Linked DNA regions of Mus musculus: region 1 is linked to region 2. Evidence: chromatin contacts called from public HiCAR-type data. All regions are on one chromosome and are shown on one strand. Each heading gives the region's core, a stretch centred on a gene start, on an enhancer-like site or on the middle of the called end of the contact. The rest is flanking DNA. Distances are from core to core; before and after follow the strand shown. Region 1 holds the start of Farp1 (FERM, RhoGEF (Arhgef) and pleckstrin domain protein 1 (chondrocyte-derived)). Region 2 holds the start of Cldn10 (claudin 10).

Region 1 (5,452 bases), core at 243-2,742, 2.2 Mb before region 2:
AAGACAACGCTAGGGGAATGTTCTGAAGTGGGCTTGGCCAAGTCCCCACGTGCAAAGCACATTAAACATGGCCCATCGTTGGGTCGAGGTTATGGTCAGAAAACGCTGCCTACTAAGGGAGGGATTGGAAGTCTGGAGGGTAAACCATGGGCAGGGGCCAGGTTTAAGGTTGTCAAACGCGGTAAACTAGCACGGAGGAAGGCTGAAACAAAAATAAATGAAACAGCCGGAGGCCACTGAACTCCGGAGCCGGAGCCGGGGAGGGGAGGAGAAGCTGAGCCTGGTAAACTGTTCCAGATGAGAGGCAGTTATTCGCTCCCACATCTTCACCAGCACGTCTCAAACCTCGTTCCTTTGTGAGCCCTACCTCCCTATTTTCTAGGGGGACTCTAGAAAATCCCTGCCAGCCGTGGTTTCCGGGTCCCAACAAGGAATCTGGTACTCCTCCACGACCCCTAGGTCTAAGACTCACCGGGGTCCGGATGGATCACAAGGCTAAAGTTTTCCGAACTTAAATCGTAAAAAATCACAATCAGAAGTTCTGAACTCCCCGTCCCCCCACACAAAAATAATAATATATATCCTGTGCTTTAAAAAGGGAGGGGGAAACTTCCCCCTCCATAAGGCAGAGAGTAAAGAGAAACAAGATCTAACTTAAGAGGGCGTGTTCCTCTTTGTCACCCACCGGGAGGTTCTCGCCGCCCGTGGGCGAGATGCAGTGACCCGGCGGCACGGCGGCACCCGTGCTGCCGGGAGACGGACCTCCAGAGCCGAGATTGCAGCCTGAGGTCCGGAAGAGGCGTCGGGGGCGCTGTCACCCGGCAGGGTGGGATGGGAGGAAGCGGGGGAGGGGCGCCCAAGGAGAGGAAGCCAAGCTGGGGAGAACCCACGAGCTCAGAGCCCCGCAGCCCAGGTCCGCGGAGGTGAGCTCCACCGGTGCCCGAGGAACCGTGGCTTCTGCTATTGTTGCGGGGCCTGCGGCCGCCGGCTACAAAAAGGACCGTTCCCGTGGACTCCGCAGCCAGCTCGGCCGGCGCCCAGGGCCGCGAGCGCGGGGACTCGCACAAGTTGCCGCCGCGGCCCGGTCCACCCAGGCGGCCGCCCTCCCGCCGCGGTCATTGTTCGCCGCACGCCTCCTACCTCGGTGGCTCCGGGTCCGGGCTGCGGGCTGCGGGCTGCAAGGCTGGCGAGGGCGCGGCGGCGGCGAGCGAGGGGTCCCCGCGGGCGGCGGGCGCGCGAGCTAGGCAGGCGGCGGCCGGCCGAGGTCCGAGCCATCAAAGGTGGCGCGGGGCGGAGGGGAGGGCGGAGCAGGCGGGGTGGGTGGGGAGCGAGCTCCGGGTCGCCGCGGCCGCCTCGACGCCCGGCCCGAGCGCCACTCGCGTGGGGAGGAGCGGCGCAGAGCGGGCGGTGGCCGCGTCCCCGCCCCGCACCTTCTCCGGGCTCCCCGCTCCCCGCAGCCGCTGCGCCCGCGCCGGGACCAGCCGCCTCCGAGGCTGTTGAGCGGGAAATGAGGGCCACCACTGCCCCTCCCAGGGCCTGGGCCGAGCCCTCGGCAGGGGGAGCCTGGGCACAGCCTGGGGACGGCGGAGAGCCACAGCCCCCTCCAGCGTCCGAGCCGTGACCTGCGCCCGCACAGCGGCCCCGCCCCGCTCCGCCCCGCCCCGGAGGCAGGTGCGCAGAAAGGTGGACCGTGGGCAGGGCCACGCCACCCTGGAGCTGTGCCTTACTTGGGCGTGTGGCAAGAGCTGGTGTCTGAGCTGCACCACCAAGCCAAGAGCGGGAAGAAGCGCCACCGCGGAGACGCGAGCGCTAGTCGCTGGTGTCCAGCGGGATGCGGAGGCCCGGAGGGAGATTCGTGGCACTGACTCCGCAGGTCGCCTTTGGAAGCCTGACAGAGAACTACGACATCACGTGGAAAGCGTTTTACAAAGACCCACGAATTCCGCCCCCCACCCCTTCCAGGCCACTAGCGCAGGCTTCCGGCACCACCCTAAGCGGCGCGGTATTCAATGCCAGAGACACAGGTGCCACCTCTGATGCTGCTCGGGCTCAGTGCCCACCACCTGAGCGAATCCCAGGACAGTGCCCAACCCCACCTCTCTCCGACCAGGGACAGCAGAATGCCCTGCTTAGTGTGGCGAGATTTAGAATGACTTGCAGTTATTTGATTCCGTTTTTTTTTCCCCCAGAACTTGGTGATATAGTCGGAAGATTCATGATCAGAAGGCCCACGATACTAGGTGACTTTCAATCACTATCCCCACCCACTAGGTGCCATTTTTCCTTCGTCCTTCTTCCCTGTCTCTGTCTGGGAAAGATCTTGGGCCACTGACCGTATGGAACACAGGAAAGCCTTGTTCTGCCGGATCCAGAGGCTAGTGTGGACCCGCCCCTAGAGCCAATTTGGCTCAGATTCCGGTCATTTTCCACCCTGGAGGAGTTCACTGACCTCAGTCGCAACTACAACGGAGCTACAACTGAACTTAACCAAGTGAAATTGTCTCTGTGGCTAGGGAGGGAGGCTGAAGACATGAAAGCTTGATTATCAGAGAGGGGCACCTGTAAGTCATGGGAGTCAAAAGCAGTCTGCGGAGGGTTGGGGCTGTTTCTTGCATGCTGCAAAATCCCTCTGGCCTCTGGGGAACCAGACAGGCCTTGGGCGATTTGCTAGAGAGAATCATGGGTGGGTTGGAAGCTAGCTCTGTGGCCAAACTGTGTGTGGCTTTACAAGTATGGGTGAGCTATTTTCAGCCAGTAATTTTCTTAAGTGTAGTGGTCAAACTGCCACCAAGAGCAGCAGCACTCGATTTTAAATTCCTCTCCCACTCCTCCCCAGAAAGTCTCCTCATGTAGCCCAGACTGGTCCTCGTGCCTCTACCTCTTAAGCATTAGGATTTCGGTCTGAACCACCAGGCCCAGTAAAGGAAAGCAAATTCAAGCAATTATCACACCTTAAGAACCGCTATAATGGGGAACCGACCACAGGTTCAGAGTCTCTTCACAGGATAAGAAGACAGTGGCCAGACTGATTTCTGAGGTTGGGACATGACATGGATGGGTTTAAAGTTATTACAGGTTATTCCCAGTGTGCAGCCTGGCTTTACTAACAACCTCTGATGCTGTGGAATCGCCTGGGAATCTTGTCCCAGTTCGGATTCTGTATCGGTCTGTTTCAAACATTCCGGGTGATGTATTTTGGTTGGTCCGGGGACTGTGTTGGCAGACATGTGCTGTGTCCCATGACTAAAGCAATATAGTACCAAAAAGGCAAACCATAACATTTCCCCAGTCCACCCTCACCGAAGATCCCCTTTTTCTACATTTAGTGTTTGGTTCAACTGACTTGAGTGTCTAGGATATGACCAGTTTGGTTTTGCTCTCAGAGTTATTTATTGGGTCTTTGTATGTCGGGATGTAGATGCCACCATGCATGTATGTGAAGGTCAGAGGACAACTTGTAGGAGTGGTTTCTCCTTCCACCAAGTGGGTTCCAGGAATCAAATGTGCATCATCAGGATTGGTACCGAGCACCAAAGCACCCTTACCCCACTGAGCCATCCTGTAGGCTCTGGCCATGCTGTTTTATTATCTCAGCATTAATAATAACTAAGAAGGTAACTGGTTTTGGAGGCAATCCGAGGGAGCCAGAAGTCTGAGGAGGAGCTGGTGGGAAGACGATCACTATGGAGATTAGGACGAGAGCCCCTCCATGCTCAGAGCCCCTCCATGGCACAGAATTCACTCAATTAGATTTGTCGCTATCACTTCAGCCCCTATAACCAAGGTGTCTCTTGTCGTAGCAAATCACATCTGCCTCTCGAGTTCAGAATATACTTAGGATGTTCTAAGCCGTGGGTGAAGTTACTTAGTCACCTATTATTAACCCTTTTATTATTTTATCTCTTAAAAAGTGATTCATGCTGATAGTTCTAGTACATCGAAGGATGAGGCAAGAGGGTGCTTTTCTGTGACAGACATTTCCTGGGGAGACACAAAGCACAGGGCCACTCTGCCCAGAAAGGAAACAGGCCAAAGTCACAACGGTACCACAGCGCAACCTGGGGAGCCAATGAGAATGTATTGGGGTAACTAGCAAGAGTGTGGGTGAGCAAAGACATGGCCCCAGAGTAGCTGTGTTACCAAAGAGCCTGCCCCAGCACAGGTAACCACAGTACTTACAGGACATTGCACAGGACTGGTGGGAGAAGCTCCTGACAAGCATGGGGGCTGCTAGTTTCCCCCCAAGGTCAGCTTCTCAGACCTGTGAGGTTTGTTTACTTCCTGAGTTTCAAAAGATGCCCCCTCCCCCTGCCTGGGGGGATGTTTCCACTTGAAGGAAGAGGCTTCCAAGGGGTGGCAAGTTAAACATCAGCCTGAACTTCATAGGGACATCTTGTCTGTCTGTCTCCCTCCCTCCGCCCCCCCCCCCACAATTATTTTCTTTGTGGAGAGCATGCACTGTTCTTGCAAATGACCTGAGGTCAGTGAGCAGCACCCACATCAGTCAACTGCTTTCCATTCCAGTTCTTCTGCATGTACACATAAATAAATCTTTCAAAACAGAAACAGGTGGATATGGTGGCATGTGCCCTGATCTTAACACTACCAAGGCAGAAGCAGCCAGATCTCTGTGAGTTTGAGTATAGCCTGGTCACTATAGTCAGTTTCAAACCAGCATGACCTAAATAATGAGACCCTGGTCTCAGTCTCTGTCTCTCTCTGTCTCTGTCTCTGTCTCTGTCTCTGTCTCTCTCTCTCTCTCTCTCTCTCTCACACACACACACACACACACACACACACTTGCAGATCAATCCTGTGCATACATAATAAAAGAAAGGCAGTGCAGAATGGTACTAAGCGACCATTCCCAGTATCACTTCTCGAGGTAGTTTTTCCATCCATTTTTAGACTTCCTGAAATATCCTGGCCTTATACAAATAGAGGGGGCCTGGAGGTGGTGAACACTTGGCTCAGCAGTTAAGAGCACTTGTTGCTCTTGCAGAAGACCGAGGTTCTGTTTCCCAGCATCCATATGTTGACACACAGCTACCCATAACTCCAGTTCCAGGGGATGCAAAACCTTCTGGGCTCCACCGGCATCACTCATGCATGTGGTGCATACACATACATGCACACAAAACAATCAGACAAAATATCCTTAGAAGTGTATTGCGCAAATCTTTTACTACAAAGAACTCATGCGTTACTTTGAAGATAAACTATTTTTCCGTAGTTACCATCCACTTCCCAGCAAATGTTACCATTCTCTGGTCAGGGGAATCTCTAGCTTTGGAACTGAGGTCTTCCTGGACCTACGGTGTGCTCTGTCAGTACCTGAGGCACCTGCAGCCAGGCCCTGGGCAAGGAAGACTGTCTGCCTGAAGCAGCTGTGGAGGAGAGTTCTGATTTACTCCTGAGATACACATCCTGCAGATACCCTGGCCTTCAGTGT
Region 2 (5,586 bases), core at 2,751-5,250:
CTCAGTCTGTCTAGCTCCTCCTTCTGTGCTACCAAGAAATGTGTGTGCAGAGCAGTACGATCCACTCTGGCTCAAGAACACTAAGGATAATTTGCTAACTTCTGCACGCACTAAGGACAATAGTTGGCCTGATTTTTCAGTAATGGGGAACCAAGACCAGGGATAAACTACCCTGCCAGCCTTGAGAGGAATGGCTTGTGGTGTTAATTAGCCTGAGGTTTGTAAACTCAGGCCTTTTGGTCCTTAAAGCCTACAGAATCTCAGGCCTTTCGTGAGTCCCAGCAGACTTTCAGAGTTTATATTTTGCAAGGCAGACCTCTACCTACCCTAGCTTTTTAACAGGTCCGGAGGGCAAACTTAGAAGTTACACCATCAAGAGAAGTGGGAGCAAAAGCCTAGTCAAGGAGCCCATTATTTCTGACAGGTCTAATTTACTGACACCGTTAATAGCTAATTAACACATTAAAGTGCTGAGGCATGAACGTATTTACTTAGAAGTTCTCAAGGTATAATTTATCGTTAGTTCTCCTGCAAGAAATGGCAAACACCCCCATTAGCGAAAATGGATGGCACACAGTAAAAAAAAAAAACCAACCAGGCAGAAAAGAAGTTCAAGTGTGCTTTGAAAGGAATATGGGCTAGCAGTAAACAGGATCCACCAGTCCCTTCAACTGTGAGATGCTCAAACAGTAACTTGGACCAAGTTGAATCCTTTTGCAGAAGCCTTCAAGGTAACCGTTGAAAGTTACACGTCTTCTTAATGGTGCGCCCTTTACTTCCACTTGCAAATCAGCAGCGTAGTAAGCTGCCGTGTTTAACTGGGAAGAATAAAATCTTCTGTTACAGTGGATTCTGAAGGCAGGGCGCTGTCCCACCTGCAGACACTGTGTCCCTGACTACCTAATGATCTCTCTGCATCTCCACTTCTCATCTGGACAGCAGGGTGAATGGCATGGGAGACAAGAAACTGCCAAAGAGTCCCTTCTACAACTAAGATCGAATTCTATGCAAATGTCAGGTGCCTGCCAACCTGACATAGTCCCTAGTCTAGATGTTAGCTGTGCCACACCTCATCTTTCCCAAGGGGAAACTGGGGGACAACAGTGATTCCTCCAGAGGATGAGAAATCATATTGCAAATAGGACATTCTGTTTCCCACAACACAAGACAGCAAAAGTCACTAGCCGTCTCTCTTGGCATCTCTAATTTGGAGCCTATGCCTGGCTTAAGCAGGGGAGACATAGGGTTGTTCTGGCCTGTGGCCATCAGAGATGAAAAAGAGGTGGCTTTCTTCTACCACTTCAAATATCAGACCCAGCTCCCAACATCCCTGCCTTGGAAATCCAAGATAAAGAGAAGGCAGAGTTGGGGTTGGTGCTGCTCTGGAAAGTTCCACCTGTAGTGGGGGAGGGGGAATCAACTCCCTTTCACGTGGAGGAGTAGCTGTGGCTGAACCCTTGTCTTTTGTACTTGCAAAGGTGCCAGGGTACCACAGAGGGTGAAGTCCGCAAGGGAAAGCCTGGTAGCTATAATCAATCACATCACCTTTTTCTAAGTTCAGTATGGAAAAATGACATCACACACACGAGCAATGGGCTCAGCTTGCACCAAGAAACAACACAAGTATTGTTGTGAGACATACATAGGAAAAGGGAGAAATGGTTAACAAACAAGTCTAAATGGTCAGACTCGCAGGGAGTTAAGGGGAACGCACGCAGACCAAAAATAACAGTAGCCTCACAGCTCTAACGTGCGATTCTGAATGGCAACGGCAAAGAGAAAGCAACGAGGCAGCTGTCCCTGCACTCTGGTAGAATGCAGTTTGTCAGTGTGAACTGGACATTAAAACGCATGCTCTTCCAGCCTGGTGGCAGAACAGTGCACAGAAACACACACGTGCACGCAGAGGAGAAGATAAAGGATTTCAGTGAGCACCAGGGGTCAGCGGCGTCAGTGGGTCATTCTGTCCAGAGTACCGAGAGCTATGCAGCAGCTAAGACTTTTCTTCTATCTGCACCGATTACAAAGACGTAATTAATTTAAAAACTATGTGGAATATATCATTTCTTGTTTTAAAAACATGTTTTCTAGTCACATCAGCATGCCCATTTTGCATATATGCATTTGTGAGTGGCATAACTCTGTTCAGTGCCTGATAATGAGGACTGTGTCCCAGTTCCTCCTCATTACCCAGCCTGTCCAAACCACAGAACACCTCCACCCTCTCAGCAGACATACGAAGGAAACCCCCACGGTCCTGTACGCAAAGCTTGAAGAAGTGTTTCTTTCTTTCTCTCTCCTCTTCCTTGAACCCCAAAACTCCCGAAGAAGGAAGCAGACTTATCTAGCAGGCTATCCCTGGCTACAATAGCATAATAAACAGAACAGTTCTAGAACATAGTGTGAATCCTGTGTTCCTGAATGTAAACCGCAGAAACAAGAGCTTGTCTGTTGTCTCCCGAATGAGCGCTCCGATGAACACAGGAACCTCAGCAACAACGCACGCAGTAAACAGTGTTCCAGCTACTTACTTTATACAACAGGGCCCGGCCCAGGGTGCCGCCTTGTAAAGGCAGGCACCTATTCCCATAGACCAGCTTCCACAGAACACTGAATTGAGCAACAGTTTGCCCTTTGTGGCAAGCACTGTCTTAGGGGAATCAAGTCTTCTATTTACCCAGCTATGCAAATAAAAATGGCAAGAGGAATAATAAAGAAAAGGAAAACGCCTCACATCTAGAAGTGGAGCAAGCTGCTCTTCTTAAGTTTCTGCCAGAATCCATTTAGTCATTTGCAAAACCCTGGAAGAGCCTAGAACATGAACGAGCATTATACTGTATTGACTATACCCTGGAAACTAAACGGTCAGTTTCCTATGGTAATATCTATCTCCAATATATGTATATATATATATATATCTCCAATATATATATACATATAATATAAAATATATATAAATATAAATATAATATAAAATATATAAATATATAAATTATATAAATTATAAATATAACATCTTCCTATGTTAATATCTATCTCCAATTTATATATATATATATATATATATATATATATATATATATATATATATTCATATACCAAGCGAAGAAGACCCAGAATGCTTGCACAAAGCCTGGAAGAGTGGTCACTCATCCTGTTGATCTCTGCTGTCCAACGTCCCCTGCCCTCTGAGCCACTTCACCCCCACCCCCCGTATGAGCAAGGGCTACTGATTTTCTTGAAACTGAGAAAAAGAATGAAGCTCAAGCCCTCAAGTTTGTAGGAGGGATTTTAAAGGAAAACAGCAACAAACTTCAATATGGTTCTTTTGCCTCTCCTCCGTGCCTGGCTTTTCAAAGACTCAATGAACCCGCTAAAGCGATATCAAGGCGAGCATTCATGGATCTCAGTGGTGTCATTTTAATGAGAATCAGATTTTGGTCGTGGGGTGGCCAGCCTCTGCTGCCCTACACTCAGTCCCAGACAGACGCGGGACCAGCCTTGTGCGCCACAACTACCTGAATTGATCCTACTCGTCACCACCAGGGGTTCCCAGGCTCAGAAGACGCCCCACCGGACACCCATCCGTAGACAGCGGGCATCGCAGACCCTCCCGGGGCAGAGTATAAGACCCAGCCTCCCCCACCCGGGAATCCCACGGCCGGTCCATAAGAGGACGCGCCCGCTTGGAAAGCCAGCAAGGAGCAGGGATGGGGATGGGGTCCCAAAGAGATGCAGACCATCCAACGCCAGCATGGAGGGGAACTCCTTGCAGTTGGCGACACCGGTGGAATCGGTAACGCAGATCTTCCACAGGTTGGCAAAATAAGTGGCTGTGGTGATGACAGTGCCATCGATGGTGGAGACCTTCCAGTAGTCGGTGGGCAGTGTGGAAGACACTAGCACCCAGCCCGAGATGGAGACTACGAAGGCGACGATTTCCAAGGCCGTGCTAGCCATGCTGGGCTGCAGCGGCGCTCTCGCTGGTTCCCGATCCCGCTGCCGCGACCCCCACGCGCCCAGCCCCGAGGCTCCGCCCCCGGTCACCGCCTCCGTCCCGCCCACTGGGCACTTGAGGGCACTGGCGGACCCGCACTCACAGTACTGTCAGGGCACCCAGAGCGCGCGGGGAGGTCTTGGGGTACCTCCTGGGTCCCCCGCCCCCAGCAGCTGGCCCGTCGTCTGCAATCGCAAAGCCCTCAGACCAGCGCTCTCCCCTCTCCCCCCGGGCCCGAGGTTCCCAAATCTCTCACAGAGGAGCCGCGGAAACCGGCTCTTTTATTGGTGCTGTCCAGGGACAACCAGATGTGGATAGCCTGCTGCGCCTCCCACCGAGCCACCCCGACTCAGCCCTACCCGCGGCAAATAGCTTGACTCACTGGGTGCCTTGCAAAAGCAGAACAGAAACAACTTTGGTGTGCCCTGAAAAGAAACGGTATGGTAACGCAGCCTCGCTTTGCTGAATGCAAAAGGCCAGTGAGCAACGCTTGTTTGCGTGACCCTGTTTGGCTTGTGAAGAGGGGCATACTGGGACTGAAACTGGCCTTCCCCTTAAAATTCAGTTCTCTTCGGCCTAGTGGCATGTGGAAAGTATTAATCAGGAAGCTCAGACTTAATTGGGAGGTAGCCGATGAGCCCAGCTCAAGTTCCAGAGAGCCCCGTGAGGGTCTTGGCTAATTAATGCACTAGATATGGGGCTGTCATTTGACTCGTTTTCCCCCCAGAGCAACACACTTTCAGTTTGGGGAGTCTGGTCTGGGAGGGTTCTGAAGCAAGAGAGAGATGTCTATGAATCTTTGCTCAGTTGTGTGTGCGTGTGCGTGTGTGTGTCTGTGAGTGTGGAGACCAGAGAGCAGCCCCTGGTGCCATCTACTTTGTTTAGTGGTCCTTCTCACTGCGACTTGTCTTTCAGATTGGCCTAGGCCCGTGCCGCGAGTCTCAGGGATTCCCTTTCTTTGCCTCCCTCCCCAGCTGTACACCCACCGCGGGTCTGGCCTTTTACAGAGGGGCTGGGGATCCAAACTCAAGCTTTACTGATTGTGTATCTCCCCAGCCCTTCTCGACTTTTGTTTTTATCTTGCTTGTGTGAGTGAGAGAGAGAATTATGAGTGTGTGCATAGTGTTTGTGCATGTGTGTGAGTGTATGCACACAGTAGGTGAGAGTGTGTGGGCGTGTGGGTGCGGCTTGTGTGCGTATCTGTATGCATGCATGTGTGAGAATATGTGTGTGTGCTGTGCGAGTGTGTGTGAGTGTGTGTGTGTGTGTGTGTGTGTGTGTGTGTGTGTGCAGGTCAGAGTTAGACATTAAATATCAACCTTTAGGGCTGTTCACCCTATTTTCTGAGACAGGATCCATCACCAAACTAGGAGCTCACCATTCTAGCAAACTGACTGGCCAGTGAGCTCTGAGGTTGCTGTCACGCTCAGCTTTTACAGAGGTGCTGAGAAGCTGAGTCCAGGCCCTGCTCTGACTGAGCTGTCTCCCCAGCCCCCACCAGCTTAAAACAAACAAACAAAACCCACTCTAACTTTCCCACCTAACTGAAGAATAAACTTATTCATTCATCTTTCCTCTGCTGTCTCAAG

Evidence for each region. HiCAR-type assays count read pairs that join an accessible place to other places.
Region 1: a contact with region 2 is called in a HiCAR-type map of astrocytes, with 5 times the contacts expected there. The contact joins the promoter of Farp1 here to the promoter of Cldn10 in region 2. A contact is called at or near these places in 1 of 39 promoter capture datasets (frontonasal cranial neural crest) and 1 of 115 datasets of contacts at active chromatin or transcription factors (astrocytes).

Annotation. Positions count from the first base shown.
Region 1 is chr14:121,031,614-121,037,065 of GRCm38.p6, reverse strand. It overlaps Farp1 (FERM, RhoGEF (Arhgef) and pleckstrin domain protein 1 (chondrocyte-derived)), which reads right to left and starts at 1,492. Exons shown (of 27, transcript NM_134082.3): 1 at 1,141-1,492.
Region 2 is chr14:118,853,364-118,858,949 of GRCm38.p6, reverse strand. It overlaps Cldn10 (claudin 10), which reads right to left and starts at 4,000. Exons shown (of 5, transcript NM_021386.4): 1 at 3,741-4,000. The coding sequence starts at 3,960.